Regions from separate parts of the Mus musculus genome. Here region 1 is linked to region 2. A link is a contact called in public HiChIP or PLAC-seq data. All regions are on one chromosome and are shown on one strand. The core of a region is the stretch at or near the end of the contact, and the rest is flanking DNA. Distances in the headings are between cores, read along the strand shown. Region 1 overlaps Mrvi1 (MRV integration site 1). Region 2 has its middle 35 kb from the start of Wee1.

Region 1 (5,009 bases), core at 931-3,430, 800 kb after region 2:
TCAGAACCCAATTCTAACACCCCCTCCTTCTAAGCCATTCCTCTTCTTTACCATAGGAAAAGTGGTTCCTTTCCTCTTTTTTTTCACTGCTGTTACAACCAATCACCACTAATGTGGTGATGTAAAACAACACCAATTTATTATCTTACAATGCTCATATTGAGAGGTAACTTCCCTTTCTGTTCGCTAAGATCTTGGTATTGCGGATGGGCTGGGAAAACGGCTCATCAGTTAGCAGTGCTGGCTACTTTTCAGAGAACCTGGGTTCAACTCCCAGCACCCACAACCATCTGTAACTCCAAATGTAGATCTGACACCTTCTTCTGGCCTCTGTGGACATCAGGAATGTAAGGAGAGCACAGACATACATGCAGGCAAAACACCCACACTCACATAAAACAAAAATATCAACATTTCAGAATAAATAAATACAATCTGAGTGTTAGCAGAGCTGTGGTCTTCCAGGATGCTCAAGGGAAGGAAGCCATCTCCTCACCTCTAGCTGCTGGGGCTGCCTTGAGCCACCACCTCCTGGGGCAACCCCTTCTCCTTGTTCCCAGCCTGCAAAGAAGCGGGCCTCTTCTCTGACCTCTGAGCTTGGCCTCCATGTGTGCATTTCCGTCTCTGTCTTTGTACTCCCTAATGCAGGGACTCTAGTGACTCTGGTGTTATATCTGTCCCTGCAGGTGACCCAGGTGATCTCCCCATTTGTAATTCCCTGCTTGGTTCCATCTGCAGGAACCCTTTTGTATTTCAGGTGACATGCTCACAGGTTCCACTGTGACTTCTCCCAGGGAGCTTTGCATAGGTCTCAGCTCTGTTAGAATCGAAATGCCTCAATAGCAAGAACTTATTTCATTCATACTTTCATGATGAATGAATATTCTTATAAATATTCACTATAAAGACATAAATATTCATATCTCAATGCTGTCCAGTGCAGGGACAAACACAGAAGAACGACTCTCTAAGTGTTTGTTGAATGAATCAACAACAGCCAATCTGGAATACATAGAGAAGGAGGCTTTGCTTTAGTTGAGAAGCAGCTTCTGAGAAAATGGGGTTCATGAAGAGATAGCACACACACACACACCTCCTTCTGGGGCCAGGCAAGTGAGATGAAGGCAGGGCCTCCTCTGTGGATTGATGGAGTCTGTGGTGACAGAGAGTGCAACTGTCACTTAACCAGAGCGGCTACTATTCAATTTTGGGGTCAGGAAGAAATATCATCTTTTGTTGGCAAGCACTTCCAGTTTCCAAGAAAAGCCAAAACTCTAGTGCTAAAAATAAAATCACCTGATTTAGAAACGTTAAAGCTAATACCAAAAAAAAAAAAAAAATTATAGAAATACCACAAGGACCAAACATGTGACTCTGGGGACTCAGACTGCAGCTACCAGTTGCCACCCCTGATTTATGCCCTCAAGTATGTTCCTCTGGGCTTCACATACAAATTAATCTAATTCATTCTCAGCAGCAGTGCCAGCAAGAGCACCCTCGGGAAGGCCAGGGAGCAAAGCAAAGCCCAGTCCTTCCAAAAGGCTGGCAGTACCTCATCAGGTACACACAGAGTTCTGTCCCCAGGGCCGTGTGGTCCCTGGGGCAGCTCCTCCATGTCCGGGCCTAGGTATGGTTGCCAAGTATGGCTTCACTTCTTCATGGCGGCAGGGTCTTGCATCAGGGAAGTACCTCTCAAGCCAATGACCATATGCCCAGAAACGTCATCACTTCACACACAGCTCAGCAGCCATGGCAGTCACACAGCACAGCACAGCACAGAGAGGGTGACAGTGATCTTAGTGGGATATAAACCTGGCTCCCTCCTAGCTCTGCCTTGAAGCTCAGAGATCCTGACAGAGAATGAACTTCTCAGGCTGTGACTGGAAAAGAGGACTTGGCCCCTTCTACCGACTGCCGTAGGTATCATCGACGGGAAGCGCTCAAGAAAGGGTACATGCAGACACTTCCGTGTCTCTTAACTCAACTAAGGACAACACCGACAACCTAAGCCCTCCTTTGTGCCGGTTTGAACCTAAAAGTGTCCACCACAGACTTCTGGGTTCAGATACTTGGCCTCTAAACTGGCAGTGCTATTTTGGAAGGCTGTGGACCAGTGGAGACCTGTGGCCCAGCTAAAGGAAGTGGATTGATCTCTGGAGGGTGGGCCTTGAGGTTTATGGTCCCATCTGGCTTCCTCTCTTGTCTCTGCTTCCTGTCCCTGCCCTCACACTCCTGCCACCACAGCCTGAGCAGCTACACCACCATGCTTCCTACCCCCTGACCCCCACCCTCACCCCCACCCTCACCTTCCTCCACCGGACTGTCCCTGCAAAAGAAATCATTTCTTCCTCAGGTTGCTTCGTATCAGGCATTTGGTGACACTGACAGGAAAAACGGTAGCTAACACACTTTTGCCCGGCCTTCTGCCCACATCCTTTCTTTCTCTTCCTCAGCTTTATTTCATTTCAGACTCACCTATAGACAGTGAGACCTGACCCTCAGGGCCAGCATGCAACTCACCTCTGAGGGTTTCCTGGGACGCTGAATGACTGAGTGGAGGAAAGAAAGTGTCACACACTCCACAAAACGGATGTTCAAAGTCCTGGGTCTGAGGCTACCTTGGGATCTGTGACCGCCCCCCTTGCCCCCTCAGGACTGGCGACCCCATCATGGCTTCTGGAGTTCCCCACACAAGAAGTGGAGAGGACCTAGCACTATGTTACATCTTCCGGGAGAGATGTTGAACATGTACCAGTTGGGTTGATGTACATTCTGGGGTGTGGCTGTTTTCACTCCATTCCCAGACGGCTTCCCCAGGCTAGCTTCTGAGTTTTCCATTTCACCCTTTTGAATGTGACATGCCCCTATGGGCTCACATGTCTGAACACTCCTCTCCCAGCTGGTGGTGTCATTTAGAGTGTTAGGGAGCCTTTAGGGAGGAGAAACTCACTGAAGTAAGTGGGTGTCAGGGGCTCCCACTTGCAGGTATATGGGCCAGCCCAACTCCCTGCTCACTCTCCACTCTCTGAGTGTGACACTATGTGCCCGCTGCCTCAGAGTTCTGCTCACCCATCTATCTGCCTTTCCCACCATGATGGACGGTATCCTCAAAGCTGGAAAAAAGAAAAAAAAATCCTTCCTCCTCAAATTGCTTCTTGGCAGGTATTTGTCCGCAGCGTGAAAAAGATAACTAATTCAACCATGTTTCCTGGGTTTTCTGCCACATGTGCATGCAAATTTCCCCCCAGAGGATTCCATCATGGCGCCCTCTCAAAGCACAGAGCCTTTTCCTTTTCAGTTCCAGGCTCCCATCATTCTACCCAGGGGTTCTGTGCAAACTGACTTTTAGGACAAACTTAGCAATAGGACCTGCAGCGGGTCTCTAATCATCCCCACTGGTCTCTCCAGTGGCCCTGGGAGCTAGCCATGGCACCCATGAGAATGGGGGGGGGTGTTCTCAGAGGATGCAGAAGCCCAGTGTCCACTGCCCTGGCACTCCTGGGACCTCCTTCTCAACAGAGGGCAGCCACAGGGTGTGCAAGATGGAAATAACCTTGAAACCCAAGCCCCAATTCCTTTCTCCACTATGGAGACAGACTGGCACTTGTAAGTCCTCTCACTTGGTGCCTGGAGTCACTCATTTCCTGTGAGGTAGGCCCTTGGGACCACTTGTCTCTTGTTACAGACAGAGGACTAGACTCAACATACCAGTGTGCCAACCCAGTTCTGGCTGCACTGCACACACAGACCCTCAGAAGCCAGTGTGTGCATCTGGATCAAAGCCAACAACAGCATGTTTGTGGAGCTTGGACATCTGCACCTGAAAACAAGCATTCCTTAGGATAGGAGAGAGGATGGGGAGAAAGGGATTTTGTCCACATAAGATCTGAAAAATGTCAACCCAGAAAACCAGTAGCAATAGTCTTTCTTCAAAACTCTGTAACAGACTAAAACAAACTTTCAACCCAGTACCTCCCATCACTCTCCCCAACTGCCCAACTCCCAGCATGCTTCTCCTTTGCCCCCTCCCTCTCCTTCTTTACCTCCCTTCTGAGTTTCATTCTGGAAAGTACCCACTGGGATCTCTATGCAGGACCTGGTTTGGAGATGCTGTCTAGGATGGGTGTCTGAATCATCCATCCCTCAGCAAGGCATGTCAGGTGCAACCATCCCAGGCACCAAGCATTGACCCAGCCCCTGGGGCTTCACAGTGAGTCTTCGAGGGATGTGCCCTCCCAGAAGCCTTCCCTGACCTCTCCTGGATGCTCTGTCTTCTTGGCCTGAGGAAGCACCTGTGGGTACCTCCACTGGCCATCCTGTAGCTTCTGTTTCCTGCACACGTATGTCATACCCAGTCCAACCCAGGGCAGACAGCTCACTTTCTGGAAGCTTCTGTGGGAATGTGGCACAGGTCCAGCAATCACTCAGCACCCACAGTCTCTTTTTGAGGCACGTATTCTTATGACCAAATCTCATTCTCAGATGGCACATGGATCCTGCACCGATAGAGGCTATGCAACAAGGAACTGTATCTCCATTTTACAAATGAAAAGAACCAAACCGTATCATAGATGCTAGTCACACAGTCCGAAGACACAGGATTAAAACTGAGTCTCCTAGCCCAGCATGGTGGCTCATGCCTGTAATCCCGGCGTTTGGAAGGCAGAAGCAGAAGGAATAGGAGTTCCAGGCTAGCCCAGGTTACATAGCAAGATGTCTTAAAATGAAACAAACAAAAAAATAAGCTGGAGAGATAGCATAGTAGATAGATGTTTTCAACACAGGCATGTGATGACCTGTGTTAAATACCCAGAACCCAGGTTTTAAAAAAAAGCGCTGGCCATGGTGACCATGCTTCTAATCCCAGCGCTGGAGTGGCAGAGACAGGAGGATGGATCCCAGAGGCTCACTTGGTGAGCTGTAGACCAATGAAAGACTAGGTCCCAACAATAAAACAAAACACAACACCTTTTGTTGTGTTTTTGGTTTTTGGTTTGTTTTTTGATTTT
Region 2 (5,328 bases), core at 1,943-4,442:
AGCTCCACAGAGAGGCGAGTGCTACCAACGCAACACTGAGTCTCTCTCTCTCTCTTGTGCGCGTGCATGTGTGTGTGTGTGTGTGTGTGTGTGTGTGTGTGTGTGTGTGTGACAGACTGGGTGGATGCAAGGTCTAGGTTCTATGTAGCCCTGACTATCCTGGAGCCCCTTTGTAGACCAGGCTAGCTTAGAACGGACAAAGATCCTCCTGCCTCTGCCATCTTATTTTTTAGATTGTCATTTTCTATGATGTCACACATCTATAATCTTAGAACTTGGGAAGTAGAGGCAGGAATATAGGGAGTTCAGGTCATCCTAAAACAGCCTCTGCTACATGAGATCTTGTCTCAAAAAAAAAAAAAATCCACATGCATGTTCATTGCACCTGGCACTACTCTGTGTAAGGACAGATTCATATAGGCGAATATTATGTACATTGAACACGTACCCGCAGTCCCCTCGCCACCTCATGTGCTTCCCTCGACAGTCCCCTTTCTTTCCCTAGACAGCTTCATTCTTTCTATCATAGGTCCATACGTGATTTTATACATCTAAAGAAAATCTAGAGGGGCTGCAGAGATGACTCAGTGGTTAAGAGCACTGAGTGCTCTTCCAGAGGTCCTGAGTTCAATTCTCAGCAACCACATGGTGGCTCATAACCATTTGTAATGGGATCTGATTCTCTCTTGTGATGTGATCAAAGACACCAACAGTGTACTCACAAACACAAAATAAATGAATAAATCTTTAAAAGAAAAAAGAAAATGTAGAACTGCATAAGAGAAAACATATTACCGGGGCGCCTACGCTGGTGACTTAGCTATTATGAAGAATGTTGTCACAAAAAACCAGCAAGCACCTGCGTTATGTCAGCATAGAGTTGGAAAGGTGTGGTATAACAGGTAGATCTGTTTACAGTTGCTTTATTTTTAAAAGATTTACTTGCTAGGTGGTAGTGGCAAGGAATGCTTTTAATTCCAGCATTCTGGAAGCAGGGGCAGGCAAATCTCTGAGTTTGAGGACAGCCTAGTCTACAGTGTGAGTTATAGGACAGCCAGGGCTACACAGAAAAAAACATGTCTCAAAAACAACATCAACAAAAGATTTACTCATTTTTATTTTATGTGTATGTGTGTGCCTGCTTGTCTCTGTGTGCAAAAAAACATGCCGTGGTTTTGGAGGCCAGAGGCGGGGATCAGATCCCTGCACTGGCTGCTTTGAGTCACCTCGTGGGTGCTGGGACTCAGACCTGGGTCCTCTGCAGGAGCAACAGTGCTCTTAACCACTGAGCCATCTCTCTGGTCCTAATTCACTGGGCATGGTGGCAGACTTTAACCACAGCACTTGGGAGGCAGAGGTAGACAGACCATTGTGAATTTGAGGCCAGCCTGGTTTATATAGTGAGTTCCAGACCGACCAGGGTCACAGTAAGAAAATCTCAAAGATTAAAAAAAGTTTTTACATTTTATTTATTTAATTTGTATGTTCAAGTACAGGCCACCGCACACATGTGGGAGTCAGAGGTCAATTTGTAGGGGTTGGTTTTCCGAGTGATGGGATTATAGGTATAGAAGTCAAACCATCCCCCATTTCTGTAGTGGTCGGGATTGAACACAGAGCTTCATGTATGCTAGGCAAGCACTCTGCCAACTGAGTTATAACCCCAGCCCTTAAGTGAAGGCAGCTTTAAAGTATATTGGTGGAGAGGTTGGAGGGGCTCCTTGGCAGTTAAGAGCACTGGATGCTCCTCCATCATGCAGATTTGATTCCTAGCACTCACATGGGGGCTCACAGTCCTCTGTAACTCTAGACTCAGGGCATCTACTGCCTTCTTCTGGGCTCCACAGATATACATACAAGTGAAACACCCATGTGTATGTACGTGAGTGCGTGCGTGTGTACGCACGCACACACATACATGCAGGTAGAAAACCCATGTGCACATGCAAACACATACACACACACACACACACACATTACAGTGGTGGAAACATCAGGTGAGTGGGTGACAGCAAAGTGGGGTAATCTGTCATGGGCCTTACAGCCATCTGGTGACATTCTTAGCTTTTAGATTGGTGGAAGCTAGTGCTGAGAATACATTTTTAAGGTGTGAATAGTCACAAGATTAGGTCAGACATAGGGGTAGACAATGAATGGCTTTCAAGGGGACTAAAAATAGCCCAAGATCATTTGGTAGTGTCCGCAACATTTTATCTCTGTTCAGTCATTTGACCTTGTATTAGTAAAGTCTCTCTCTCTGTCTCTCTCTCCCTCCCTCTCCTTGTCTCACTGTCTCTGTTTTTCTTCCCCCTTCTGCTCCCCCCACTTCAGTACAATCATAATACTATGTGACCATGTCCCCATAGCATAGCTGTCTAGTCCAGGGCCAATGGCAGGCACTTGAACTAAGAGGGCTCCTCAGATCTCATGACAGGTGGCAAGGAGCCAAGCCAGAGCAGATCCCACTCTGCAGATAAAGGTGGGGTCCAGAAAGGCGAGGAGCTGCTGGCGGTTGGCTCACTGAGGGTTCCTGCTGCAGCCTGCAGAGAGAACCAGAGAACCAGACAGTGCACCCGGGATGTGTTCACAGCCTACACTCAGGGGTTGCCCCTCAATGTCAATCAAGTGGTTTCTGTTAAGGTTCTCAAAGCTTCATTCATTCCAAGAGTCAGATTATTCGGTACCCTTCCCTGTCAGCAGGACCCATGAGGAGCTGCAGTGGTGGGACTTTGAAGTTTCTTTATCAGAGCCTTCCTTCTCAGGACACTCCCGATCCATTTATGTAAGTACTGGTGTCTGCCTGAGACAGCCCACAGTGCAGAGAGAAACCCACCCAAGGAAATTCCTGGAGTGTCTTCAGAGGACAGACATCTGTCCTGAACTTCACCCGTGACTCAGACTGTCTTAACAGCTAGTAGTACAGAGAGGCAATACCCATTTCTAAAGGTGTGACTTCAGTGACTCCTGTCAGCCTGAGGCGGGCAGCTGGAGGAGGTTCAGCACTTCCTGCTGAAGTCATCCACAGTTCACAGTACAGGAATTCACAGTTGAACATCTTAGGACTTTAAAGGGAAAACAGGATAAGTGTTCTTATAGTCAGGAGCTTGCTGACAAAACGGACATTCACGACTGCTCACCACACCTTAAACTGGTAATAATGAATGCCGTTCAAACTTCCTCCTCCATCTAGGAGAGGAAACATCTGTTGGCCTTACTTATACCCTGCTATGTGACAAGTGACAACATGTCTGAATGAAGAGAAAGGAGAATTTAGGCTAGAGAACCAAAAGCTCCATTTTGCTAATCTGTCTCTGAAGTCAAAGCCTCATATAGCTGAGGCTGGGTTTGCACTCGATATGCAGCCAAGGGTGAGATTGGACTTCATTTTAAAAAACTCTACTAAAGTACCATTTATGTGTATGCATCTCTTGAGAGAGAGAGACAGAGAAAGAGACAGAGAGACACAGAGAGAGTCAGAGAGACAGAGAGAGCCACATGTGTCCAAGTGCTGCCAGAGGCCAGAAGACTGGATCAGCTCCCCAGGAGCTAGAGCTACAGGCAGTATGGGACACTGGCAGCTGGGAATCAAACTCAAGTGCTCTGGCAGAGTAGAAAGTACCCCTAAATCATTGAGCCATCCTTCCAGTCCTTACCTTGAACTTGAGACATTTCCATATTCACATCATAAGTCAATATTTCCGTTGCAGGCTCGTGACAGCTTGCCTTTTATGCAGTGCTTGGGACCAACCAAACACAGGGCTTTGCACAAACGAGGCTAGCACTTCACCCACTGAATCACATCCCAAGCCCCTACTTCTGTTTGCCTTTTCCTCAATGCTACAGACCAAATCCATGGCTTTGGGTATTCCAGGCAAGCTCTCTGGGACTGAGCTATTCTGCCACCTTAGAAAATTCAGTTTTGGCCATGTCAAGTTTAAGTTCACTAGGCATTTTGGGAAATCAGCTTTGTAAGGCCCGGAGTTGGATTTGGGTCTCACGGCCATTTGGGGAATTGTTGGGTGTGAGGTAATCTGAGACAGATTTTTAACATGACATACAGATTCAAGAAGGAGTCCTGAGAATGGCAGTATTCAGATCATTGATAGGGGAAAGGGAGTGTGGTGAGAAAGACACCCATGGAGAGAGAAGGACACACTGCCTGAAAACCAAGACTCACTCTGTCCATGAGATGACACAGCCTGTACTAGAGTTCTGCTGAGAAATAGAACATAGAGCAGACACACAGTTTATCTAAACATATCTGCTTAGAGAGTGTGTGTGTGTGCGCATGCGTGTATGTGTGAGAATTTGTGTATATGTGTATAAACATATGTGAATGTGTGTATGAGTGTGTGTGCACAAATGTGTGTGTGGTGTATGTGAGCATGTGTATGTGTGAATGTGTGAGTATGTACATGTGAGTATGTGTGAGCATATGTGTAGGTGTGTGTGAGAGTGAGTATGTGTGTGTGTGAGAGAGAGTGTGTGTGTGTGTTTGTGTGAGTGTGTGTGTTTGTGTAGTGCTACAGCCATGGCAGCTGTTGCAGATGTCAGAGGACCACTTGCAGGGACCAGTTCTCTCCTTCCACTGTATGGAACACAGAATGACGAGCCAGTGGCCTGAATGGCTTGAGAAACACTAAGGCAGCCTAGAGGGGTGTTAAAGGGAAAGTCGGAGGTCAGAGATATGGTGAGGCTGGTGACCTAGGGCCTGGGAAAACCTCAGCTTTTATATTGGTAGACAGGGAAACCTTTAAGTACAGGACTTCCAAGAACTGACTTCCTATTTATCTATTTAATCTTTTTTTTTTAAAGGCTGCTGGTGGTATGAAGACAGGCTCTTATGTTGCCCAAGCTAGATTTGAACTTGTTACATAGCTAGCAATGACCTGGAATTCTGGGTCTTCCTGTCTCCCCTGAGTTTGCAGGCTGATGCCACTATGCCTGGTTTTGTCTATTTTACTTTTAAATTAAATTTGTTGGGTGGTGGCAGCACATGTCTTAATCCCACCACTCGAGAGGCAGAGGCAAACAGGTCTCTGAATTCGAGGCCAGTCTGGTCTACAGAGTGAGTTCTAGAATAGCCAGGGCTATGAGAGAAACCCTAAAATCACTTCCCCTAAAAAATTAAATCAAATGTATTTGTATACGTATGTGTGCGTATTTGCATTAGCACATGCATGCAGATCCCCGAGGTCTCCAGAAGAATCCAGAAGAGGGTGTCAGCCCTGGATCTGTAGAGTTGTTAGCTGCCTGGTGTGGGTCAAACTCTGGGAGCAGCAAGTGTTCTTAACCACGGAGCCCTCTCTCCAGTCCTTTCATTGATTT

Evidence for each region. HiChIP or PLAC-seq counts read pairs in DNA pulled down with a chosen protein or histone mark.
Region 1: a contact with region 2 is called in an H3K27ac HiChIP or PLAC-seq map of large pre-B cells, with 2.8 times the contacts expected there. The contact joins two enhancer-like sites. A contact is called at or near these places in 2 of 115 datasets of contacts at active chromatin or transcription factors (epiblast stem cells and large pre-B cells).

The regions. Positions count from the first base shown.
Region 1 is chr7:110,954,506-110,959,514 of GRCm38.p6, forward strand. All of the region lies in intron 1 of Mrvi1 (MRV integration site 1), which reads right to left. Among named protein-coding and RNA genes, the nearest start is that of Mrvi1, 25 kb to the right of the region's middle. Within about 2 kb of position 2,181, at least 90 of the 459 cell types and tissues checked have an H3K27ac peak or open chromatin away from gene starts, as enhancers often do.
Region 2 is chr7:110,154,584-110,159,911 of GRCm38.p6, forward strand. No RefSeq gene overlaps it. Among named protein-coding and RNA genes, the nearest start is that of Wee1, 35 kb to the left of the region's middle. Within about 2 kb of position 3,193, at least 103 of the 459 cell types and tissues checked have an H3K27ac peak or open chromatin away from gene starts, as enhancers often do.